Linked DNA regions of Sus scrofa: region 2 is linked to region 1. A link is a contact called in public HiChIP or PLAC-seq data. All regions are on one chromosome and are shown on one strand. The core of a region is the stretch at or near the end of the contact, and the rest is flanking DNA. Distances in the headings are between cores, read along the strand shown. Region 1 overlaps COMMD7 (COMM domain-containing protein 7). Region 2 overlaps NOL4L (nucleolar protein 4-like).

Evidence for each region. HiChIP or PLAC-seq counts read pairs in DNA pulled down with a chosen protein or histone mark.
Region 2: a contact with region 1 is called in an H3K27ac HiChIP or PLAC-seq map of alveolar macrophages. The contact joins two enhancer-like sites. A contact is called at or near these places in 2 of 47 Hi-C or Micro-C datasets (blood and mesenteric adipose tissue) and 2 of 2 datasets of contacts at active chromatin or transcription factors (alveolar macrophages and skeletal muscle).

What each region holds. Positions count from the first base shown.
Region 1 is chr17:36,278,348-36,285,108 of Sscrofa11.1, forward strand. All of the region lies in intron 6 of COMMD7 (COMM domain-containing protein 7), which reads right to left. Among named protein-coding and RNA genes, the nearest start is that of COMMD7, 44 kb to the right of the region's middle. Within about 2 kb of position 1,759, at least 38 of the 83 cell types and tissues checked have an H3K27ac peak or open chromatin away from gene starts, as enhancers often do. A contact at or near this core is called in alveolar macrophages, where this site is marked.
Region 2 is chr17:36,135,550-36,141,647 of Sscrofa11.1, forward strand. The region is part of intron 3 of NOL4L (nucleolar protein 4-like); the gene reads right to left. Among named protein-coding and RNA genes, the nearest start is that of NOL4L, 62 kb to the right of the region's middle. Within about 2 kb of position 1,567, at least 4 of the 83 cell types and tissues checked have an H3K27ac peak or open chromatin away from gene starts, as enhancers often do. A contact at or near this core is called in alveolar macrophages, where this site is marked.

The DNA of each region.
Region 1 (6,761 bases), core at 509-3,008:
CAATCAAGGCTTTCCAGTTCAGAAGGAAAAAGCTCTTTGTCAACCACTTTAGACTGCAGGGTGAGGAAGGTTTTGTTTAGTGTAGGCAGGGAGCCACGTGCTGTTCAAACGGTGCTGGCCCAAGAACTGGGAAACCCTGGGCCGGGCCACCTCTGGCTGAGCTGCTCTGTGATGTGGGCAAAGGGCTTCATCTCTCTGGTGTCAGCACCCCTGGCTGCATGGACGTGAACACACACTAACTCCGCCTCCTCTGTGGGGCCCACAACTCCAAAGTGCTCATGGTCTAACTGGGGACAAGGAATCAACTGCCAGGCCTCCAAGGACATGGGCCCTATGGCTCAGATTTTCTGGAACATTCCTGGCTGACCCACTCTTTTCATAAGAGCCATTTGTATACGGGACCACATATCCTAGTTTTTCAAATATAAAACATCACTATAGTAACATTATGAGAGTCTGGTTCACAGGATTTCACAAACCAGGAACTCTCTCTCTCTCTTTTTTTTTTATAGCCACGCCTGAGGCATATGGAAGTTTTAGGGCCAGGGGTCCAATCTGAGCTGCAGCTGAGGCCTACACCATAGCCACAGCCACAGCCACTTCTGCAACTTATGCCACAGCTTGCAGCAACGCCAGATCCTTAACCCACTGAGTGAGGCCAAGGAATGAACCCACATCCTCAAGGACACTATGTCAGGTACTTACACAGCCCAGGAACACTTCTAAGGAAACTATAGGGAACCTGCAAGGCACTGTAAATTTGTTATTCTGCCAAGGAAGCCCTTAGAACCAAACAACAAATGGTGCTGGATATCCATATGCAAAAGGATGAAATTGAACCCTTATCTTCTACCATACACAAAAGTCAACTCAACATGGATTGGAGACTTAAATTCAAGACCTGAAGTTATAAGACTCTTAGAAGATAACAGAGGGGGAAAAGTGTCATGAACATTGGTCTTGGAAATGAGTTCTTGAATATGACATCAAAAGCACAGGCAACAAAAGCAAAAATAGACAAGTGGGTCTACATCAAACTCAAAAGCCTCTGCACAGCAAAAGAAACAATCGACAAAAAGGCAACCTACAGGATGGGAAGAAATGTTTGCAAACTGTACATACGATAAGAAGTTATTATATAAGGAACTCCCACATCTCCATAGCAAAAACCCAAATAACTGAATTAAAAAATGGGCAGAGGAGTTGAACAGACTTTTCTCCAAAGAGGACACACAGATGGCCGACAAGCACATGAAAAGGCGCTCAGCATCCCTAAGCATCAGGTAAATGCAAATCAAAACCACAAGGAGGCATCAACAAGACAATGTTAACAAGTGTTCAGTGTTGGAGGATACGAAAAAGAGAACCCTTGTGCACTGCGGGTGGGAATGCAGAATGGTGCAGCTGTTAGGGAAAACGGTATGGAGGTTCCTCAAAATAAATTAAATATAGCATTACCGTATGATCTAGCAATCCCACTTCTGGGTATATAGCCAAAAGAACTGAAGTTAGGATCTCAAAAATATATTTGCATTCCCATGTTGACTGCAGCACTGTCAACCTACACATCCACTGGTGGATGAATGAGAGAGAAAACGTGGTCCATACAGATGATGAAATGTTATTCAGCCATGAAAAAGAAGGAAGTCCTGTCCTATGCTAACAATGCGGACGAAAACTTGAGGCCGTTATGCTACGTGACATGAGCTGGTCACAGAAGGACAAGCACTGCCTGAGTCCACGTCCGTGAGGTATGTAGAGCAGATGAGGTATCCAGAGCAGACGCATCGAAACAGAAAGTAGAAGAGTGGCTGCCAGGGGCTGGGGTGGAGGTGCGGGGGAGGAAGTGGGGAGTTGCTAGTCAGTGTGGGTAGAGTTTCAGTTAGGCCAGGGGAGTAAGTTGGAGGGACCTGCTGGGCAGCACTGGGCATCCAGGTAATGATACTGTACCACACACGTACCATTAAGAGAGCAGAACTCATGTTCTCTTTAGCCACAATAAAATGCAAACAACAGACTGTCTTCCAGAAAGGACAGGAAAACACCAAAAACCAGGAAGGCCATCATCTCAGAATAAAGAACAGTCCTTCAAATTAAAGAGCTTTAGTTTTGTGGGGGAAATGGACCACAACGTGTGTGTGGGTGTGTGTGTGTGTGTGTGTGTGTGTGTGCGCGCGCGCGCCTTGCTTCCCCCCAGCCCCGCCCCATTTCTCGACACACCAGACCTTGTGCTTGGAAGTCCAGGGAAGGAAGCCATGGACTCTTCCTCCTCTGACCACTGCCCTGCCCTCCCCCTCTTCCTTCCAGCCTGCAGCACTTAGCACATATGGTTCTAGAAATGTGCTCCTCTCACTCCACCAGGCTGGCTCTAGATCTTCCCTCCGGGCTCTGAGCTCCAGACCGCAGGGGTGTCCCACCCACCCCTCTCTGTCCCCGCATCTAACTGGTACTGGCAGGGGGTAGGGGACTGGCACACGCTGTTGGGAAGGGAATTGGGAAGGGAAGAACGGACACCCACAGGAATGAGGGCTGAGCAGTGTCCGCAAAAGAAGCTGCCCAGCCCCCTAACCCCTCTGGCAGGAGGCCTGGTTGGTCCCATCTCACAGTGGGGGGGCTGGGGGGGAGGAAGTGGGGAGGGAGGTGGGGAGAAGCCCTGGAAAGTTTCCTTCCCACGGAGCCTGGGCTGGGACAGATGGCAGGAAGAGGCTGAGCCGGCCCTCAGAACCACAGACCAGCTGGGAGTTAGGAGGCCCCGGCCCCTCCTGGGCCAGCCCCTCCTGGGCAGGGCAGCTGCCTCTGCCGCTCCCCTCCACACTGGCCCAAGGTGTCCCGGCCCCTGCCTCCAACCACAGGGACAGCAGAGGGCGGAAGTGGCCAGCTCTTCAGACCCGGCTGCTGGAGTTGGGCTCAACGGCCACAGGCTCCCCACATGGCAGGCCCAGAGGCCCAGGTGGGGGCTCCAAGGGACATGTGACACCAGGGAGATTCAGATGGCAGCTTCCGAAGCACACACTGGTCTTTTGGCTTGATCTTTCACTCAGTCACCCCCATGCCTGTCACCCAAGCCCTCAGAATAAAGACAGAGGCTGTGTCCAGGCGAGTGCGGGCTCCCCTCGCCCTACCCCACCCTTCTCCGTGCCTCCTGCCCTGACCTTTCAGTTCTGTTCGCAAGCACGCATTTAGTCGTGAGAGGCTTCAAGTGGGCAGGGACAGACCTGCTTTTGCTCCTGCGGCCTCCCCTACGTGGTGCAGAGAGCCTGGCCCTGGCGGCTACGCAGAGCTGTTTGTCAGTGGACTGGATGAAGAAGCTGGGGAGGAGGGTGGGGTCGTGGGCAGCGAAGGGTGTGGCGATCAGCCAGGCTTGGGAAGACCCACCAGCTGTGCGACCTCATCAAGCCTTTGGCGGCTCAGCCCCAGGTGGGTCTCACCACACCCACCTCTGAGCGCAAAGCAGGAGCCATGCTATTCAAAGAAGATTGGTTTCCTTCCTTTCTTTTCTTTTTTTTCCTAAGTCCAGCCCCTTCATTTTATGGACAGAACACTGCAGGGGAAGTGACCCACCCAGTCTCATCTCGGTGTTTATGTTTCTCTGAACCAAAAAGGGAGTGCAAATTATTTTGGAAAGAGACTTAGAAGTCACCTGCCTACATGTAAACTGCTAACACCCACCAGCCCAGCCTTTGTGCTTCCGGGAGCTTGTCCTACAGAGTATTTATTGCATTTGGATATATTAGTCTGGTACTCAGAAAAAAGTATAATCTGTTGGGGGTTTTCTGTTTGTTTTGGGGGTTTTTTTTAGGGCCGCACCCATGGCACATGGAAGTTCCCAGGCTAGGGGTCAAATTGAAGCTGCAGCTGCCAGGCTATACCACAGCCACAGCAACACCAGAACTGAGCCGTGTCTGTGATCTACACCACAGCTCAAGGCAACACGGATCCTTAGCCCACCGAGCAGGGCCAGGGATCAAACCCGTATCCTCATGGATAGGAGTTGGGTTCGTTACTGCTGAGCCACAACGGGAGCTCCTGCTGTTTTAATGAGAAAAAAGCAAGTGAGAGAACCTTCAGTATTTTTTAGAACTAACCACCAGGGGGCACCTTTGTGTCAAGGGCTCTGTCAGATTAGCCCGAGTGCCTGGATTCAAAGAACAGAAACAACTGATAGTACCCAGCCTGCCTCAAAGGACTGGCCAGTTTTACTTCATCTCACCCTCGGAGCTTTTGTCTTGGACACTATCTACGTGTTTTACATCCTCTCTCTGCTCCTTCTCACCATACCGCATATATATATATAATATATTAAAAAGGCAATTCTAACATATCCTTACATTGTTCTGCTGGGCTTATTTTCATCTCTCCAAGCACCTCAGTCAGAGTTCAATTCCTTAGAACTTGGAACTTGACTTGTGCAACATCCTTCGTGGGCTTGATGACACACGGGTGCTATAAATCTCATTCCTGTGAATGGGGGAAACCGAGGCACACAGCCCAGGCTGCAGACAGACAGCAGCCGAGAGGAGAGAGCCTGGGCCCAGGGTAACCTAAGCAAGCCAGAGAACTAGGCCCTGACCTCAGGCTTCGGGTTCGCTCAGCCCTCTAACCCCCCCTGCTGCCTTCCCTCTCCGCATTTTCGCCACTTTCATGGCTCTAAACCATTCCTGCCATTTATCCTCCTCCTCTTCATTTGCCCTGCAGGTCTGGGGGCCCCTTGGTGGGCCATGTGCCCCCCTTTCCCCACTCCAACTCCAAAGAGTCCAGGCAAGGACTCCCCGTCTGGTCTGAAGGGCTCAGATAAAGGCAGGCACCCTTCCCACGCCCCCATCCTCTGCTAGAGACCCCTTCCCATGCCCCACCGCGTGGCCCGGATGCTGAGCTCAGAGGAGGACAGAGGCTTGTCTAAGGCCAACTGGCACTGGGGTCCACCCTCACCCTGGGAATCAGTCTGGTGCCCACCCCAGTGACAGGAAGTAGGGATGCCTCCTCAGAGGGGCTACTCCTTCTGAGTTTCCAGGTGTCCGATGGGACTTCCTCCTGCCCTTCCCTGTAGCACCGTCTCTCCCCAGCCAGGCTGCCTGATGCCAGGACACTCCTGACAGGCACCCACCCTGAGTGGCACAGGGAGGGCCTCTCTCTGGGCCTCGTTCCTTGTCTGGAGGATCCCTGGGCCCCTCTCAGTTCAGTTTCTCTATATCCAGTGCAATTTTTCATTAAGCTAGTCTTTCAAGGACAAAAAGGAATTAAAGAGAATCTCTTTCCTGTCCTCCAGGCTCTTTACAATGACAGTTCATCAGGAACAGGGCTCTGAGCTGAAAAAAAACTCCATTTTGGAAGAGGTGAGGCCTGGAGGGGAAGCAGGGAGAGAGAAAAGAGCCGGTGACAGTGACGGCTCAGCGCTGGTCTGTCCCCCTCCTCTCCTCACCCCTCACAGGGTGACAGGAAGGCTTTTTAACAACACAATTGTGGTCATGTTGTTGCTGCTTGCTGCCTCTTTTAAAATCCTTCCAGTCTTTCCCACCCTGCAGGAGCAGCACTTGGCGCAGTGAGCAAGGGCCCATGGGATATGGCACCTTCATTCATTCATTCAGCAAACATCGACTCGGTGCGAAGCTCTGGGCTGGGGAGAGAAAGACAATACCAGGGGCAGGACATATATACACTGCTGCCCCTGAAGCAAGAGTCATAAGGAACAAGGGGGGATGGGAGGAGGAGAGGCTGGGTGGTCCTGGGAGGAGATGACACAAGCTGAGGCTTGGCTAATGAGGAGGAGCTGGCCTAGGAGGCCACAGGAAGCCAGAGCTCCAGAGGGAGTGCTGGGGAGGCTGGCAAGACAGGACACAGCAGGAGAAGCAGGGGCTGGGTTGTGCAGCACGGCCTGACAGAGGGAGAAACGGAGGCACAGAAGCAGGTGACTCTTGCACCACAGCCCTGCAGCTAGTTGGCTGCTCCCTTCCTAACTGTCCCCACTCCAGACATCCAACCCTCTGTTTGAATGGTTCTGAATCACCCCACGTGGGTCCTGTGTTCACCCTGGGGTTTCCCAGGGCGGGGCTGCCTCAGCCACCCCCCGAGGTCCAGTGTCTGGTGTATAAGAGATGCTGTTGAATTGGCTCTGGGCATCTCCAGGATGCCACCCCACGCTCAGAGAACCAGCAGGGACTCGAGCCTGTGGGCCATACTGACAGTGTCCCAGGCCACGTACAGACCAGCAGGCGGTGGTGCAGCAGCTGCGTCTGTACCCACCGCCTGTCTCACTGCTCACTGCTGATGAGAGCTGTCACCCAAATGGGGGGGCTTGGTGGTACTGAGCACTGTGTGCCCCCAAAGAGCTAGGGACCCAGCTCCTTACATGGGCTTCACCTCTGATCTGTGTCTCTGTCAGCCCAGTATGGTTCACACCTCAAGGGCAGCAGCCCATAGAGCGGTCATGAGGCCGCCTTCGGTGATTTCGAGGAGGTTACTTAGCTGGCTGGTGCCGGGGAAGAAAGCCCCACCCTGTGAGCAGGGATCCAGCAACCACATACCAAGCACCTCGGAGGCGCAAAGCTGGGGACATGTCAGGGGAAGTGGCTCTGGGCCTCCCTGTGCACCCGAAAGTTTATCAACTGCACAGAAGATCAGAAACCAGAGTACAGAATTCCCAGACCGCACCATCTAGGAGGTGCGTAAAGAAGCAAGTACGATTCAGGTGCTCAGGCAGAGGCCCCGTGAGAACACTGTCAGGGGACCAGGGCAACAGTCGTCTCCATCAGGGGCAGCGTCCA
Region 2 (6,098 bases), core at 317-2,816, 140 kb before region 1:
GGCGGCCACTCTTTGGAGACAGAGTGTGAGCTCTCTGTGTGGCCATCCCTTCCTATCTATGGCCCTGCACACCCTCTCTCGATTATGAGTGCTGTAACTGCCAGGGCCTCGTGGTCATTTAAGTTTCCAAGGCTGGTCTGAGCCAGCTCCCAGGCCCGCCACCACTCCACCTGGTCCCCCACCTCCATAGCATCACCCCCTGAAGCACATCAGGTACCACACGGCTCAGGGGTCTGGGCCAGGCCTCCAGTATCCCCCAAATTCTAGTTCCTCTTTAATCACGCGGAGAGGAGCACTGTTCCTCCCGTTTATTGCTTTCTCGTCCTGAAGATCAAAGTAACGCATGTTCTCTTTGCAGAGCATTTGCAGAATGTGGAAAGATGTAAGGAAAAATAATAATAATAAAAAAAACCCATAATTGCACCAAGCAGCTTGGCATATGCTTCTGTTTATTTTTTTCCCTGTGATGTCTCTTCTTTACATGCTTGGTATCATAATGTGTACAGAGAATGATATAATCCGCTTTAAAAAAACTTTTTTTTGCTTAACATTTTGTCACAGGCATTTCCCCCACCATCATTGTTTTGCTTTGCAAGTATAATTTTTATAGTCCTGTACTATTTTTCCATACTTTCCTTAAGTCAGTCCCTTATGACTGGCTATTTAGGTTGTTCCCCATTGGGGGGCTGTTATAAACACTGCGGGGAACATCTTTGTGCATGAATGTTGGCCTGTATTTCTGATCGTTTCCTCTTTAGACCAGATTCCAAGACGTGGAATTCATGGGTCAAAGGGTAGGAATATGCCATAACTCTTGAAATGTCTGGCCAGGCTGCCTTTGGCAAAGGATGCTGCGGGGGACACTGCCCAGCCATTGTGTTCTGCATCCTCGATGCCACCGTGGGGGTCGCATGGGAGAGACTGCACTGGCACTGGAAGAAGCTGAGAGGACAGGAAGCGTGATTCAAAGGGAACTCCCATCACTTCTCTCCCCAGCCCAGCTTCCCCTTCAGATGTCCCCTACGGTGACCAAGCTCAACACCCTGGAGCCACTGGCTGGGACACGTCACACTAACTGGGGCCTCATTTAGTCATTTAGTACTTGACCCGGCCCTAGCCTCTGTCCAGAAAATAGTCTTGGTTACCTATTCTCCGCCTCCTCCCCTGGCTTCCAAGGGCGCCAGGCCTTTGACCCAAGCCCCACCCAACCCACCCCACCAACCCCCCGGGCCTAGTTCTGCTCACGGGCTGGGGTTTGAGCAGTGCGAGGAGAAGTGGGAGCAACTACTCTCTGCCATCTGCACTGCACCCAGGGGATGCCCAGGGGAGCGGGTGATGGGGTGGGGGTTGAGAAAGGCAGGGATCTGCTGAAGCTGCTCCTCCAGAGCCGGAGCCCAGGCTAGACAGGCCCCTGCAACCTTGAAAACACTCTGCTGAGTGAAAGAAGCCAGACGCCAAAGAACAAATCCTGTGTGATTCCCCGTAGATGGAATATCTAGAACAGGCACATTCACAGAGACAGAAAGTAGAAGAGAGGTTACTAGGGGCGGGGGTGTGGGGATGGGAAGTTACTGCTTCATGGGTCCACAGTTTCTGTTTGGTGTGATGAAAAAGTTTTGGAAATTGATAGTGGTGGTGATTGTCCAGCAGGGTGAATATGACTAAAGCCACTGAGTTGTACACTTGAAGATGATTAAAATGGCAAGTTCTATGGTATGTTTTGCCACGATAAAGAAAAAAGGCCCCTGCCAACAGGGGGAAAAACTACCCAAAAGGGAATTCCTACTTGGTAAGGATACCGACAGTCCTACAGAAAACAGGGTCCATGAGTTTTGAGGTGGAATCCCTCTTGAATAACATTTCTTGTCAGGTTTCACGGAAATGCAGAACAGTTTGGCTTTTTACACCTATGCTGTCATATGCAGAATTTCTGTTCTTCCAGGAGGAGGTAAATATCACTAGGAGAATGTCTCAGAAACTGACTTGAAATGGGCCAAACCTTTTTCCTTTTCTTAAGGGCTTGCCTCTTGGTTCTGTGGCAAAGGAGTTCCCTGGCACCAGCGCACACTGGCTCCTCCGGCATAGACGCCCCGAGCTCTGGGGAAGCTAAATGCATTTTTGTGACCTTGAGTCCTCTTCTCCTTGCTGCCTGGATCAAACCTTCTGCAACCCAGGGGCAGGCGGGGACCTGCCCCCAGCCCCGATCGAGGGGGTTAGATGCACTCTGTGGGGCAGACGTTGTGGCCACATTCAGATGACATCACTCAGAAGAGCCACGGTTCCCGTTTTCGGATCTCGGGTCTTCAGATGTAAGATTCTGTCCTTTCCATTTCCTCAAAGACAAGGCTGTCTGGTGAAAAGCTGCTACGTGAGAAGGGCCCTCCACCCTAAGAGGCCTGATCAGAGCTTCAGTGAAGACTTCACTGGGTGCCATGGCGATTCTGTTGTCTGTGGAGGCTGGACCCTGTTCCTTTACTGATGGTCACCCATGTCCTGCCTGATATGCCACGACTACTTACGAAAAGGTAACTTCATTTATTTGTTTATTTATTTGCCCACGCCTGTGGCCTGTGGAAGTACCCGGGCCAGGGACTGAACCTGTGCCACAGCAGCGACAATGCCAAGTCCTTAATCCTCTGAACCTCCAGAGAACTCCTAAAAAGGTAACTTTTATTTAAGGAAAAATTTTTTTTTTTGTCTTCTTTTTTAGGGCGGCACTTGTGGCATATAGAAGTTCCCAGGCTAGGAGTCGAATCGGAGCTGTAGCTGCAATCCAAACCGTGTCTACAACCTACACCACAGCTCACAGCAATGCCGGATCCTTAACCCACTGAGTGGGGCCAGGGATTGAACCCACATCCTCATGGATACTAGTCGGGTTTGTTACCACTGAGCCATGACACTAATTCCCAAGGTAACTTTTAAAAAGCCAGGTACAAATTGATTTAGGGAAAAAAAACCCCACAATGGCTGGAATGTAATCTTGGGAGGCTAAAGAAGGGGGCCTCCTTGCCTGCTCCCTGCCCAGCATGTCCACAGATCAGAAACTGCTTCCAGTGCCCAGAGGTGAGCCAGGAGAGCTCAAGGAGAGGAGGCAGGATGCCCTTGTTTGGGGAAGCAGGGACATCCCGGGCACACACACGAATCCATCAGAGATCGGTGTGTAGCGAAATGCTTGCGTCTGCAGTTCCAGAAGTGAGAGAGTCAGGGAGGCAGGACCTTGGCCGGCGGGAGACATTCCAGGTGCGGGGAATGTGCCAGGGAGCTGGCTGTGGGAGGTCAGAACTCGGCCACAGCACAGCCAGGAGACAGGCAGGCAGTGTTTTTGGCAGTGGGGAGCCACCAGCTTCTGGGGGTGATAAGTGCCACTCACGAAGAGACTCAGCTTAGTAGGAAAGAGCTACAGAGCAGGGCCAGTGGGGCTCTGTGGAGCCAGGTGCTGATGGGGGATGGGGAATGAGCTAGGATGGACACACGAATGAGGAAGAAGTGGCTTCCTTGGACTCTGTTGGACAGGCCAGGCCCCTGCTGTGGTCAACAAATACAGGGGCCACTCCTGAGCCACTATAAGTAACCTGAGACCACTGGTGAGTTAGGAGCTGGTAGGGGTCACAGAGCTGAAATAACCCAGCAGGTTGCTGATGAGAGAGGCGAGGAACTACCCAAAGAAATGTTTCGACACGTCTTTGCCAAGGAAAACTGAAGCCAGCCCAAGCACTAGACCTAGTTTTCCAGGCCTTGAGAATAACCAGTGCTGGAGAGGCTCTCCCAGGCCAGGCCGAGCGCTGACCACAGCTGCGTTCCCGTGGCATTTGCCAATCAACCCAAGTTCCTGCTGAGGTGGTGGCCCAGGGTCCTCCAGGTGGAACACAAGGTGGCAATTCTCACGAGTTTCCACGTACAGGATGGAGGAACTCCTCTGTCCAAAGACACCTTGTGGCACAGCGGAAATGAATCGACTAGGAACCATGAGGTTGCGGGTTTGATCCCTGGCCTTGCTCAGTGGTTTAAGGGTCCGGCATTTCTGTGAACTGTGGTGTAGGTCGCAGACGCGGCTCGGATCTAGAGTTGCTGTGGCTCTGGCATAGGCCGGTAGCAACAGCTCCGATGAGACCCCTAGCCTGGGAACCTCCATATGCTGCGGGTGTGGCCCTCAAAAGACAAAACACACACACACACACACACACACACATACACGCCTATAGTTTCTGGGTGCCAGGGGCGAGAGCCCTCGGGGGCAGGGCTGGGGGCTGAAAGATGATGAAGGCCTGGCACAGAGGGGCCTTGAGACCAGCCAGCCTGTGGCAGGGTTCAGATTCAGAGAGGTCTTAGGCCTAGGACTGGCTCAGAAGATGGTGGAAAAACCTCTCCCCCAGGGAGGGGAATCGACAGGTCAGCACCTCTTCAAGGAGTGCGGATGTGTGTGCATTCAGGGTGGGGACAGTCGGGGGGAGGGGGTGCAGAGGGATGGTCATTAGGGCTCCAAGGCAGCAGCACTCACAGGGCTCTGGAAAAGGTCCAGGCAGCTTTGTGGAGAGAGGATTGCAACAGGACTTCCAGTCAAGCACTCAGACCACAGCTCCAGGCAGACCCTCCTGCGCGATGCTCCCAAGAACTCGTGAGGTGGGCGCTAGTGTTCAGACCCTCATTTTACAGATAAGGCAACAGCACGTGGGGAGACTTTGCAACCACCCCGTGTCACACAGCGAGCAGGTAGGAGAGCCAAAAGAGGACAGGCCAGCACAGGAAGGCTGCAGGGGCAGAGGAACAAGCTGGAATGGGGTCACATGGGGAAGGACAGAAAAGGGGGATCAGGCAGGGAGGGGATTGGAAAGCACACAGAGGAACCCGGGCCTGGCTGCCAAGGTGCCACCACCTGCACAGGAGGCTCTCGCTGGGGAAGAGACCCTTGGGCAGGTAACTTGCGTTGCCCACTGCTAACTCCTAGTCTGCAGCCACAGCCATATTTTGTCACATCAAAGAAGAGTGAAACATGCCCCAGAGGCCCCGTTCCCCAGCAGCCAGGGCTGGGCCCAAGACACACCCCATTCTCATCTCTGTCTCCTCTCCGCCCGGCTCAGGGGCTGGTTGAAGAAGAGCGTGGAGCCGGGAGGCCCTGGAATTTCCCATCCTCAGACTTCCTGATCCTCGGCGGCCTCCTTTGTTTGTGCTCCTGGCTCTGGGGGAGGGCACAGGACCGTCCAGGCCTCCACTCTCTGCAGGGGACAAACCACGAAGCAGGGGAGGCTGCTCTGCTTCCTTTCTTTCTTTCTAACACAAGGCCAGGAAGCAAAGGTTCTCGCAGCAGCCCCTTGAGAAGTCTCCATCCTGTTCTCTGTCTCCCTCCTGCCCTACCTTCCTGGGACAGGAACCTGGGGCCTGGGGTGGGCTTGGGTTTCCCAGAGGGCAGGCGGGCAGGGGAGGAGGGAAGGCGGGCATGGCAGGGGTGCAGCTGACTGCATCCAGAGGGCTGGGATGGCAGGTGGAGACAGGACCTCCAGGCTCTCGGCTGGGGCAGGAGAAAGGACTGCTAGCTGCCTAGGGTGATCCAGACACTAAGGCCTCAGCCATTAAGCAGGCAGAGGGGCCTTTCAGACTCACTGGAAACCTCCAGAAACAAAAGCCTTCTCTTTTGCCCAGAGGCCAGGTTGTGGACCCGGGGTGACCGTGTGTCTCCCCAAGAGACACCTAGATCTTGGCAGTCTTGTGCCTCGGGCGGGGCAACAACATGGGGGTGGGGTGGGGGCAGGCTGGCGTTCCCTAGGCACCCCCTGTACCCGGTGGTGCCCTACAGAACGGGCTCCTTTAATTCAACAGAGTCCTCGTGAAAACCCGAGAGGGGAGCGTTCCTCTCATTCACTGATGGGAAGGTAAGTTCTCCTCCCTTCTGGGGACCTCGGACAAGCGATTTCACGGAACCACCTCTCTCTGCCTTTCCTCAGCTGTAACCAGAGACAGACAACCTTACAGGATCCTAAGAGGTGTTACAAGCAGTTGAACAGAGAGGTCCCTGAACCTGCTGAGGGGCATATAGCAGGGAGTGGGATGGCACACCCAGGCCTGCCAGACCCTAAGCCCACTTCTGAGACACTGAGGTC